2 separate regions of the Mus musculus genome follow, and region 2 is linked to region 1. The links are chromatin contacts, called in public HiChIP or PLAC-seq maps. All regions are on one chromosome and are shown on one strand. Each heading gives the region's core, a stretch centred on a gene start, on an enhancer-like site or on the middle of the called end of the contact. The rest is flanking DNA. Distances are from core to core; before and after follow the strand shown. Region 1 overlaps Ebf1 (early B cell factor 1). Region 2 has its middle 210 kb from the start of Gm12159.

Region 1 (6,301 bases), core at 585-3,084:
ACAGTAAGTCTACACTGTGTGAAATTATGCTTCTCTTCAATGCCGTGCTATGGAGAAGACTTAGTGTGTGAGGAAAGGGGTATATTAAATAAAGCAGAAGATGAAGCTGCATGTGTGAATAGACACACAGTACAATATAGTCACAGATGCAAAACAAAACAAAAAAAGATGTTTGCCTGTGTTTGTTATACATAGAAAAATAACAGAGAAGTCCAGGGAGGCATTGCCATTACTGGGTGATGAGTACTGGGTGAGTTTGTACCCTTTTATCCTCTCTTGGTTTTTGCTTTTTGGGGGGGGGGTTGTTTGTTTATTTGCTCTGTTTTGCTACATAATTAGCACACGTTATTTTGTGAATGGTGTTTTGAAATGGAAATGATTGTTATTTCCTTGAGCAAATCATCCAGAGATGTGTGAGAGGAGCACTTGGACTCACTAGCAGGCTTAGTAGCCACTCTTCCTACCCTTGGCTTGTGAGACCTCAAGGGTGTTCTCCAGCCAAGGACTCCTGGGCCAGAGCTTTAGTGAGAACTGCCCATTAGCAAGCTAGAGAGTCTCATGCACATTCCTGCTACATGCCAAGTGTGGGACACTCACTTGCAAAGGGGCTGCAAGCTTATGGAAATCTTGAAGTAGTTGGAAATAATGTTAGGATTTGATGGTAGATTCTAGGGTCACACTGGCAGATAGTGGCTCCTGTGGTCACACTGTCCAAATACTTGGCAGATGACTCAACCCTTCTTGCCTCCTTCTCCTTATCTGTAGCATCAGGGCAGTACTTGTGGCCGAGTCGTGCTCGAGCCAATGCTTCTGCATTTGTAAACTCTTAGAAGCAGACAGCACATAAGTACTGACATTGTTGTTAAATGAATCCTATGAATCTGAGTTCGTTGGTCAGAAGTCCTTATAACGAAGAGCCAAATATGGTCAGAATACATGTCAAATCATTGCCCTTCTCTAAGTGGTCAGAGAAGCCTTTCTTGGGCATGGCTGTCATTTGCTGGTGAAACTAAGTCATTAGGTACTTCCAGGCGCCTGGTAAGGCTTCACATATCCACCCTGATGCTCTGTAATGGTGATGGTAGCACTAAGGTTCAATGACTAAGTTGCTAAGTGCAAGTATTACTTGTAGCTTTGTATTGAGTACTCTATATTTAGAGTTTCATCTAAGACATAAAACCAAGAAGGTATTCCATAAATATTTACTCAGTGGGAGAAAAGAATGAATGAATTGAGTGAATGACTTCATCACATCCACATCAAGTATACTACTTCTAAACATATTACCTCAAGGTAGGCATGGTTTGATACATTTGTCATTGATTGTTAAGTAGAGTGATATATTCCTTTAACCCCAACACTCCAGAAACAGAGGCAGGATGATATCTGTGAATTAGAGGCTAGGCTGGTCTACATAACAAGTTCCAGGGCAGCCAGGGAGACTTCTTCTAAAACAAAACCAAAAGTGAAACAAACAAACAAACAAACAACAAAAAGAAAACCAAACCAAACCAAACCAAAAGAATCAAGCAACAACAACAACAATAATATCAAAAAACTAATGTGGAAACATCAATGCTTTCAGACTAGAAAATGTACTCTTGTTCATGTGGAAACCATAATGTCCATATCAAAAGAGCAGACAAGTATAAACACTTTTTTCCTCCAAGATGGAAACAAATCATAGCTCAGACCTTGAATGTCTTCTAGAACGTTTCATAGGAACGGTTGGGAGGAAGAGAGCCCTGAACTCAGAATCCAAAACAGTAGCAGCAGCAACCAGAAACAGGCAGTTCATGTAACTGGTTCTGTGGTTTCCACGGCCAGGTAGAGCGTGACAAGAACGTTACAGGAACTGACATCAAGTCCAGAACTAGCCATAGAAGCGGTCTACATGGTAAATGTCACTATAACAACAGTCGCTACGGAACAAAAGGGGAAAACCTGTTGAGATCCTGCCTAGTTGTGTTGTGAGCACTCCTGAGGGCCTCTGCGCACACTGCATGTTTGAATGTGTAGTGTAAGCTTTAGCCTTTTCTGGAGGTGAATCTTGGCTCCAACACCTGGGGGACTGGGAGACTGGGAGACTGGGAGACTGGGAGACTGGGAGACTGGGAGACTGGGAGACTGGGAGACTGGGAGACTGGGAGACTGGGAGATTGGTGAGAAGCCCAGTGTCCTGCGGTTGTAAAACCTTGATAGGGTCTCCAAGTCATTTTCCTCAAATGTGTGCAACCCACGAAGATAATTATAGATGACCATTTCGTAAGCACTTTATTGCTTCCCCCCCCCCATAAATTTTAATTTTGGAAAGTTAAAAGTGAAAAAAATGTGGTTTCAATTTCCTACAAATTGCACACAATTTAGTTTTAACAAGAAAATAGGAACAAAGTGGGGGGGGGGTCATGTTCTTTAAAGTGAATTAGGAACTAGAGTTTGTTTCTACCCACTCAATGCCATGAGAAAAATAAAGCACAAGATTTAGGATCAATGCCTCCCAAAAATGGAACTCATGAACCATGGTAGAGAGACATAGTCTTTAAAAAAAAAATCTAAACATGATGTAAGCAGTCTAACAGCAGAGTAACACCATTGAACTGAGCTAGTCTGTGTCTGTAGAGAAGAAAGCAAACTTCATGAAGGCCAGAGGGAAAATGGTGAATGAAACTGGGGTAGATGCTGATAACCCTCACACATACGTAGCAGAATGTGTGTGAATAAGAAAAGGCTGCATGACCTCATGAGCTCTTCATTTTACTCTCAACTGTGCTGCCTACAACGAAAGACAATTAAAAACAATTATTCCTGAAATTATTTAAACACACAGCTAAAAATAGAACAAAGCAACAGAATTACAGAATTGTCAATATATATGAATATATATGTGTGTGTGTGTACATGTATAAACATATATACATATATGTGCATAGAATATATATATATATATATATATAAAAGAAATTGTATCCTTCTGCTGAGACCTGGCTGTCATCTCGGTGTTAGATCATGTTTTTTCCAAGGTAGTCATCTGTGGCGACTAGCCTGTTAAAGACAGGAAACCCACAAAGTGTCTCTACCACACCAAGCACACTAGCTGGAAAGCAAACAATGAAATCAGTCAGCCAGGTGTTTTCTCTCGTGTGCCAAACTTGGATTGGATATTGTGTCTCCTTAATTTGTCCTCTGCCTTGGTAGCTGTGCACTCTGTTTGGTAAGAAAAATTATGCAAGTAATAAACTACTTCATCAAAGTTGTTTCTCTTTTGATCAAATTACATTATTCAATTATACCACCGACCCTTCTCAAATGTTCTACTTCCAAAAAGGTTTACTCCCTAACATGCCCTAAGAATCCTTCCAAAATATTAGCATTTGTAGTCTTTAAAATAAACAAATAAACAAAAAGACCCTCACTACTTCAAGTTTTCTGATCAAAAATAATAACTCCCTAGTATTTTTTTTCTAATTAGGGTTGAACTTGCAAGACTAGAATGCCTCTGACTATCGGAACATGGAGTTCTGGCTTTCAAAGGTCCAGCCATAAACTTAGACTTGGCAAACTTAGCATATTACTCATTGGCTAATAATCCCATTAGTCAAAACTGCAAGCTCTTGGTCAAGTGCATATTTTATATATTACTGCATGAAACCCTAGCAGGAGTCCCACATCCCAAATGTCTTTTGAAGGCACAGGGATTAACATGAGGCAATTTCCTCTGTTCACACAGAAACGCTGGCTTTCCCCCATGCGAATATCAGTAACTATGTGGGATTGCTGAAAGGCCGTTTGCTTCCTTCTGCAACCACATTAGCCGTCCCATCAGGCAACGACTTCCATTGAGTTCTGCATTGGCTGTCCACAGTAGTCACCTGTACACAAAGCTGTATGGTAGCAAGAGAAGAGGAGGGCCTTGTTGCAAAATACTCAGAAACATCAAGGGTCTGAAACTCTCTGCTATGCAGACTGAGAAGAAAGCACGTGGTTAAATGGAGTATTCTTTTCTTTTGGTTCAATATATCCTTTCAAAACAGGCCCCGCAAAAGCCTTCTAAACCTATGCCACCCATGTCCACTAGGCTCATTTCTAAACCCGTCACATCAGATCAAAAATGTCAGCCCTACCTGCCAAGGAGCAGGAAATATTTGACTCACTGCTCCAAGTACCTCATTGCTCTCTACAAAACCAAAAATGCGTGGAAGATGTGGATGAAGAAAGGAGACTGCATTCACTTGTGTGCACGGAATTTTAGTTTCAAATATTCTTTCTTACTCAATATTGAGTCAATCTTCAGGATTTTCCATCTTAAGAGAATAAAAAGAAAAATACCCAACTATCCTCAAACCTCTTGTGGGGATGAAAGGGAGAAGGGAGCTGGGATGAGTGCAGACACTGACCTTGGAGTTACAGCCTGTGGCTTCTGAAATCCTGAAGAAGAACAGTTTTTTTGGTTTTTTTGGTTTTTTTTTTTTTGACAAGAGATAATGATGAGGGGGTGAATGGGTGGAATGGAATTTTTCTCCTAACTTCTTACTATATATACTTTTTGGATAAACAAATGTATTGGTTATGTTAGAACGCCTGCTTAGTGCCCGTTTAAAGAGGATGGACCTCAATAATTAGAGAGAAATCAGAAAAATCAGACTCAATCCAATCCTTTCCACTCTCAACTCTCAACCTATAGGGTAAGCAGCCTTCCATTGGACTGGTTCCCTGGAATCTTAGACTGAACCATCTAACTCCAGGCATCTACAAAGACTACCACCGCAGTGTGCCACATCACTTAAATTTGTGTTGTACTGACAACACAGCCTCTCTGTCTCACCTTTACTGTTTGTTACGCTGGGTGGCCATGCTTGGCATATGTTGGCATTCAATAAATGGCAAAGAATGAAACTCAAGAAAATAACAGAGTTGTTTATATTTTGGGGAAATTCACTTTACTGTCAACTATTATTGGGCTCAGTCAAACAGATACCTAAAAGCAAAGAGAAGAGCAGGGATCTCAGAGGATTTTGATAGATACATGATAGACTTGAAATTTCTATAGACATTTATTTTAAAGTGCTGAGACCCATAAGGGACCCAGTTCAATGCTTAGGGGAGGGGAAAGACCAGTACTGGACAGCTGTGCAGGCCAATGATGGGCAGGGATCTGTGGAGGATGGTGGGGGGAGACTTATGAAGGACTTTGGTACACATTTCATCTGCAGAAGTGAACCCAAAAACCCAGGTTCCCAAACCAGGGTTTAGTAACAGATCACCTAAAGTTCTACATGGAATAGTGTGGATAAACATTTGGAAGCAAAGTGTAAGAAATCAGATATTCCTGAAACTTCTGAGTTGGCTAAACATCTGTAGCACTTTTAAGAGTTGTCAGAACTTAAGAGCCTGCTTTGATAAGCTTTGGAGTGAGCCCATGTCCTAACATACTTCTGGAATCCTGGGCCCTCAAGGTAGGTACACACCACCCACTCTCCCTTGAGCCTCCCAAGTTTAAGCCCTCATTTTGACTGTTTCTTTCTTTGCAGCCAAATCTCAACCGCAGCTCAACTTTCCCAGCCTCTGGAGAGGGAGGATTTGGCCTGCTTTCTGACCAAGTGTGATGTGTTTTGTTCTGTTTATGAGATAGGCTACAGAGCCCTTTCCAGGATAATCAGTCATCTTGACTATGACCCTGAGCAAAAGCAGATGAAACTGGGAGATTCTAAGTCAATGGATTCGTTTTATAAACTCGCTGGATCCTGATGAGACAAATTAGTTTTGATTCAGTTTTAATTTTTTTCCCATCCTTCAAGGATAACTTGGAATACTATACTTGAATACATTCTCAATTAAAAGCAATCTCTTGAAGTAAAAACATAATGGTTTTCTAACCCTTTTTTGTTCACACATCCATCAATCGGCCCCTTCAACATCCATTACTGGGCTTTGTACTCCTTTCCAAACATTGTGTCTATTAGGCAAACTCTAGCCTTCCAGCTGTGTGTTCTTTACCCCTTAATAAAGTTTTGGTCAATAAAGACACAGGTGAATGAATGAATGAGTGAATGAATGAATGAATGAATGAATGAAATGTTGAAGAGACCTGTCCACTCGGAGAAGTAGAGTGCTGCCAATGGTATGCATGTGAAACTTAGGAAATCTTGCAGCGTGTTTTACAGATGGACACTAGTTCCCAGAAACTTGAAATGGAAACAGCAGATATAAAACACATAGTGTCACCTCCGTCTAGTGACTTCTAACCAAGATGCTGAGAAGAGAAAGAGACCCTTTCCTGATACCCTGTCCCCCTTCATGGGCT
Region 2 (6,006 bases), core at 305-2,804, 370 kb before region 1:
CTGATGAGAATTTTGAGAATCCAGGTCACTCTTACCTCATCTTTAGCTCTTTGAAACCCTGGGCACTAAGTCCATCAGTGCAGCCCTTTCTAAATTCCCCTTCCCTAGGTCCCTGTCCGAATGTGTGATTTACTTCCCTTATAGAGTCTCTAAGGTAGGCTAGTTCTCTTGTAGGGGCATGGGCTACCAGTCCCAGACATGGAATCTGTCCTTCAGTTATTCCATAGCACTTGATAGGCCTCTCACAAACTCCCCAATACACATACCTATTTGTGTTTTGTCTTATTGTTTTATTTAGAATATAAGTTAATTGATCGTATGCTGTTACCTTGATAATTTTTGTACTTGTAAGTGTGCTCACTCATGAGAAAGCTATATCTGATTTGTTTATGGATTCTATATGGATAATAATAAATGTCTCTGAGTATGGCAATTTCATATAGGACAGTATGATAGTTAATTTTCATTGTTAGCTTGACTGGGATTAAAGTCACATGGGTATGTCTGTGAAGGTTTCTTCACAAAAGTTTTACTGAGGCCAACCAAATGTAGAGGCATTGTCCCCTCAGGCTGGGGACAGAAAGTGGAGTGGGCAGCTGTGTTCGTGTCTTGTTGCTTCATGACTGAACACAGTGTGGCTGTCTTCCACATACTCTTGTCCCATGCCTTCCTGTCATTAACAGATTCCCTCAGAATTATGAACTGAAACACACCCCCAATTTTATGTTGGGTGTTTTACTGCAGAAACCTAAAAAGCAATACAATTATTTTTGGAGATAGTCTCCCAAACTGTAGTTCAGGCTGGTCTGGAACTTCCTATGTAGTCTGAGCTGACTATGAATGTGTGGTAAACTTCCTGCCTCAGCTCCATGAATGCTGGGATTTAGGTATGAGCCCTGATTCCCTGTTCTTCCACAGTGCTCAATTCATAGAATCCCCTGGAAACATTCATTAGTCATCCTTACCATCCATTGATCACTGTGGTATTTTGTGAATCATTCTTGCTACTTCTTACCTATCACTTAGTTCACTAATGTTCCTATTTCAGAGTCACGAGCTGAGGCACAAGGAAAGTGAGGTGGTAACCAGAGGCCATCTCGCTAGTGCAGAGCAGAGCAGGGTAAGCAGTATGTGGATCCTACAAGACTCAAAGCTCTTGATGTGAAGAACTGAGTAAGAGAAGCATCTAGTTGGACTCTCAAGCTGGAGATGGGGAAATGACAGACTGACAGTCAGTATTGCTCTCTCAGGTCCTATGGGCTATAAATGCAAAGTCGATGGTGCCAGTAAATGAGAGAAAATTTAACCCTCAATTTGTGTCAAACTCAAGTTCTGTAAATACTAGTTAGATCTCATCAAACCACTTGTCAAAGTGCCAAGAAGGGTTTCATTTTTTAAAAGCACATGCAACTTCTTTCAATCTGCTTGACTGGCCAAGCCAGGAAAAACAGGAAAAGGATTTTATTCTGTGAAGATCACCCCCACCCTCACTGTGGTTGTTGGGCCAAGCCGGCCTGCCAAGTAGACAGTTAAAAGAGTCAACCAGGTGTGGGCAACGTCTCCAAGGCTGATACAGAAATAGGCATTAACTTTAAAGCCACTAGCTTTAATGTCGGGGAAGAACATGTAAGGCGTGCACATGTAAGGCGTGTCTAGTCAGAGAAGCTATCATGACACAAGCCCAAATGGGACAAGACATTTATTTGCATTAGATCCTGAGGTCCCCATGAGAGAGCTATGGCGAGGGGATCTTTCTTTCTTCACAGTGCTTAGCATTTTAAGTCTGGTGGAGCAGGCTGGGTAGTTATGACTCATTTTATGAAAGGAAGATCTTGAGATTCCTGCAGTAAATACCTGGGAGAGAGAGAGAGAGAGAGAGAGGGAGAGAGAGAGAGAGAGAGAGAAACAGAGACAGAGAGACAGAGACAGAGAGACAGAGACAGAGAAAGAGACAGAGAGAGAGAGAGACAGAGAGAGAGAGAGAGAGAGAGAGAGAGAGAGAGATCCAGAATTTGAGCAACTCAACTTTCATGGTATATGGGATTTAAAAAGCAGAAGATTACAAAGTTACACTGCCTGGAATATCTGAAGTATAGATCTTCCCCTTTCTCCCTCCCTTCATCCCTTCTTCTCCCCTGCCTCTCTCTGTCTGTCTCTGTCCTTTCTCTGTATGTATCCATGTGCTGCTATCTGCTTTGGATCTTCTGGTTTCAAGAGAACAAACCACAGATACATACATACACACACACACAAATGCACATACACACATATACATGAATGCACATACACACATATAGAAAGAGAGACAAGGATAGAGATAGATAGAGGCAGGGGAGGAGAACAGATGGAGGAAGAGAGAAGGGAGAAGATCTACACTTCAGGTATTCTGGGTAGTGTCACTTTGTAGTTCTATTGAATCTTCAGCAGGAATTTGCACTGGTAAGGGCCAGAACATCCAGGTCTCTGTGGGATATAGTTTATTCTACACCAACCCATTGTAGCAATAAGAAGATTTTCTTGTCTCATTAGAGTTTTGGCTTCACTAATCAAGAAAGACAAAAGATGAACGCAGAAGTTTACATTTGGGAAAGATGCTCAGGATACATTGAAACTGAGTTCCTGCTGAACTAACCATCATGAAAGCTCTACATAGTGCTATTGTGTGTGTGTGTGTGTGTGTGTGACCAGTGTTGGCAGGTATAACCATATCATACCCAAGGACATAACAATATACAATCAGTTACTGCAGACTTTCTAGACTCCCATTGCCCTTAAATAGGTAGATGGATCGCTGGATTGTAAGGTATAGGCTTAGGGTAGACTGGAGAGTCCTCTTTAAAAATGAGGGCAATCATAGAGGAAGTAAGCCATTAGGAAGTCTGCACAATCGAGGTTACTTCTAAACCCGTCCTTAATGAGAGAGATGAAGAAAATAAATTTGGTCAATTAGAAAGTAATGAAGACCTTGCAAAAAAGGACTATCGACAAAAGGCCAGCAAGGGAATTCTTGAGTAATTTGAGTGTAACACACACTGTACGAATCAGCAGGTCAGAGTGGTGTGCCTCCCTCCGAGAAGATTAAAGGCATTGGTACTGGGCCCGCTCAGTTTCTCTCCAGTTATTTCTCCAACTAGCAAGCAAAAATTTGATCTGAGATGAACCCAGAGGATAGGGAAATGGGGATTCTCAACTTCAAAATCATGGTGATTATTCAGCCGAGGCAAGCCAAGGCCTCAGCAAGAGAACTGGGCCCAAAGGAAAGATTACCTCAACCTCAAAGAGAAAGAGATGTGAAGGGCAGACTAGAAAAACTTTACTGTATAAACCAGTTCATTCTTTCTTTGTTTCCCCCCAAGGTAGTATCTTTGTCTGTATTTCAGGCTGCCTTCTATCTTACAATCCTATTTTTCAGTCTCGGAAACCATGGGTTTGCAGATGTATATCACAGGGTTCAGTGTCCCAGCTTAGCCAGTTTTAGAATTAGATTATCAGAAGGCCATGCAAGTGGTTCCGGGTAAATCTCTCCCATTTATGCTGTCAGAGGGAATGACAGTGAACTATGCTCTTAGCAAGGCAGATGATGAACACATCCTTTGTTTTATTTGTTCTGTATCCATCAGGGAAAATTACAGAGCTCAACTCATCTAGGAATGCATTCTGTGGGTTTGCTTCCATAGTGTGTGTTCATGTGTGTGCAGAGGTGAACATGTGTATAGCAAAGTACATACATGTGTTGAGTACATAATGGGGCTTAAGAGTTTTCAAAGTCATGACAGATACATAGTGTGAGTGTTGACTACTAGCTTACAAGATATTCCAGATGCTGGTCTAGGACTTGGTATGATTTTGAGCCTAGGAATAAAATCTACAGAATCATAGGGAATCATTGATCCCTATGGTCTGCCTAAATATTTACTTAAGCATAAGCTACTACTAACTTCTCTAACAATATGTACAGTGGTAGTATTGTACTGCACTTGAACTTGTACTGTGCCTGGGGAAGGGAGGATGCTGTTACAATAACACCACCTCTGATCTCTATATATGTTCCATGACACATGTACACCTGCACACATACAAACACACACATGAACAAACCCCCACACACATACTACATGTACATCCTATACATTCTCAGTAAGAAGAAAAAAATAACTTCAAAATTTAAAAAATAATAAGAGAAAAATCATTAGAGAAGAAATCTAAGACGTTACTTATCTGTGCAAGACTAATTCTACACAGCCCATGTTTATGGAGAAGTGAATGCTTTCTTCAATAGGCCTGCTGAGTGAATCTCCAGTTAGTTCAGTCCATTGCTGTGTCATCTAGCCAGGTTAAAGGACTCACATGGAACTGTTTGCCAAGAACTATCATGAAAGTGTAAAGCCAGGTTTTCTAGACTTCAGTCTTAAAAAAAAAAAAAAATAAAGACCCAGACACTGGAGTTATTCCAGAGGAAAACCAGCACATAATTAAGGAAATGGAGTCGAGAAACTGATTTATAGAAATAATTAAAGCAACACATTTTTTACGTCTCTGTCACAAATAAGGGCATGTCTTTGACATCCATCAAGGGCTTTAATTGGAATAATGAGTTAATCCAGGGAGAGATGATTTAGGCTTGATATCAGATAACAGGGTGGGATTGGGGAATTACCTGGTGAAGTGATGACATTGTCATCTTCCAAATGAAAGTGAGAGAAAAACAGAACAATTAGGGAAATGGTGCCTAATAGCAATTTTTACATAAAAAGATGAAATTGTTACCGTTTGACAAAGTTATGAGCCAGAAGACTCACACTTCCCATGCTTCCCTAACTCTTAGAGCACCTTGACTTTAAGATGCATCATGAGTTTAATAGCAGCTATTATGTAGAAGGTTCCAAAAAACCCATTGCTTTAAATGGACAGGTTGATTATAGTCTACATCCCAATCGGAGAGATGCAAAAATGGCAAAAACATTCATTTTTAGAGTGGAAAGAGCAGCAGCAATTATTTAATATACATATATAGTCCTATGAGAGAATGTATTTTCTGCAGGATACGGTGAATTATGTAGCCTGCATGACAGAGGATGTCCTAGGGTGGATCATGTAGCCCACATGACTTTGGATGTTCAAGTCAATCTGACGATGTGAACTCATTTCTTCTTTGGAGTTTATTCTCCCATTTTAGTCACTGATTTCGGAAAGTTGAACCATTCTTTTGGCTGCTACTAACACTACAGTGCTTAGTACTAAGACTTCTGCTGCTACAAGTCTAAAAATATAGCTCAAATTAGGCCAGTGAGCTCATTTGATTTAAGGAGAGGAAGAAGCAGGAGAAGAAGGAAAACCCAAAGGAGCTGGAAGATAATTTTTTAAGAACAAGGGCAGAGTCAGTTAGATTAGAGGTCACATGAGGTTAAGACCAGCATCTGGCCACAACAAACTAGTGCCACAAATATCCTGAAGTATATAGGATATGCAAGGCCACCATCAAAACAGTGGTGATTTCATGGATTAAGAAAAATGAAGCAGGTCTGTGAGATGGCCCAGTGGATAAATCACTTTCTGTGTAAAAGTAAAGACCAGAGTTCAGATCACCAGCACTCCATAGATACTGGACTTCTGGAAGGCAGAGAGGAGAGCTCCAGGGAAAGTTGGCTTGATAGACTGTTGAGAACTCTGTGTTTAGTTAGAGATCCAAACTCAATAAATAAAAGGTGGTAGAATCCAAGAAGATACACATAGTCTCTACAGGGATGAACATGTGTATGTGCACCTGTACACACATGTACCCAAACACATGCAAATAGACATATACATATATATATATATATATATATATATATATATATATATATATATGAGAAGAAGAAGGAGGAGGAGGAGGAGGAGGAGAGGGAGAAGGGGGAGAAGGGGGAGAAGGAAGGAGGAGGAAGGAGGAGGAGGAAGAGAAGAAGAAGAAGAAGAAGAAGAAGAAGAAGAAGAAGAAGAAGAAGAAGAAGAAGAAGAAGAAGAAGA

The links. HiChIP or PLAC-seq counts read pairs in DNA pulled down with a chosen protein or histone mark.
Region 2: a contact with region 1 is called in a RAD21 HiChIP or PLAC-seq map of pro-B cells, with 8 times the contacts expected there. The contact joins two enhancer-like sites. A contact is called at or near these places in 2 of 15 datasets of contacts at CTCF or cohesin (large pre-B cells and pro-B cells), 1 of 484 Hi-C or Micro-C datasets (large pre-B cells) and 1 of 115 datasets of contacts at active chromatin or transcription factors (large pre-B cells).

Annotation. Positions count from the first base shown.
Region 1 is chr11:44,946,099-44,952,399 of GRCm38.p6, reverse strand. The region is part of intron 10 of Ebf1 (early B cell factor 1); the gene reads right to left. Among named protein-coding and RNA genes, the nearest start is that of Gm51859, 140 kb to the left of the region's middle. Within about 2 kb of position 1,834, at least 60 of the 459 cell types and tissues checked have an H3K27ac peak or open chromatin away from gene starts, as enhancers often do. A contact at or near this core is called in pro-B cells, where this site is marked.
Region 2 is chr11:45,319,404-45,325,409 of GRCm38.p6, reverse strand. No RefSeq gene overlaps it. Among named protein-coding and RNA genes, the nearest start is that of Gm12159, 210 kb to the right of the region's middle. Within about 2 kb of position 1,554, at least 14 of the 459 cell types and tissues checked have an H3K27ac peak or open chromatin away from gene starts, as enhancers often do. A contact at or near this core is called in pro-B cells, where this site is marked.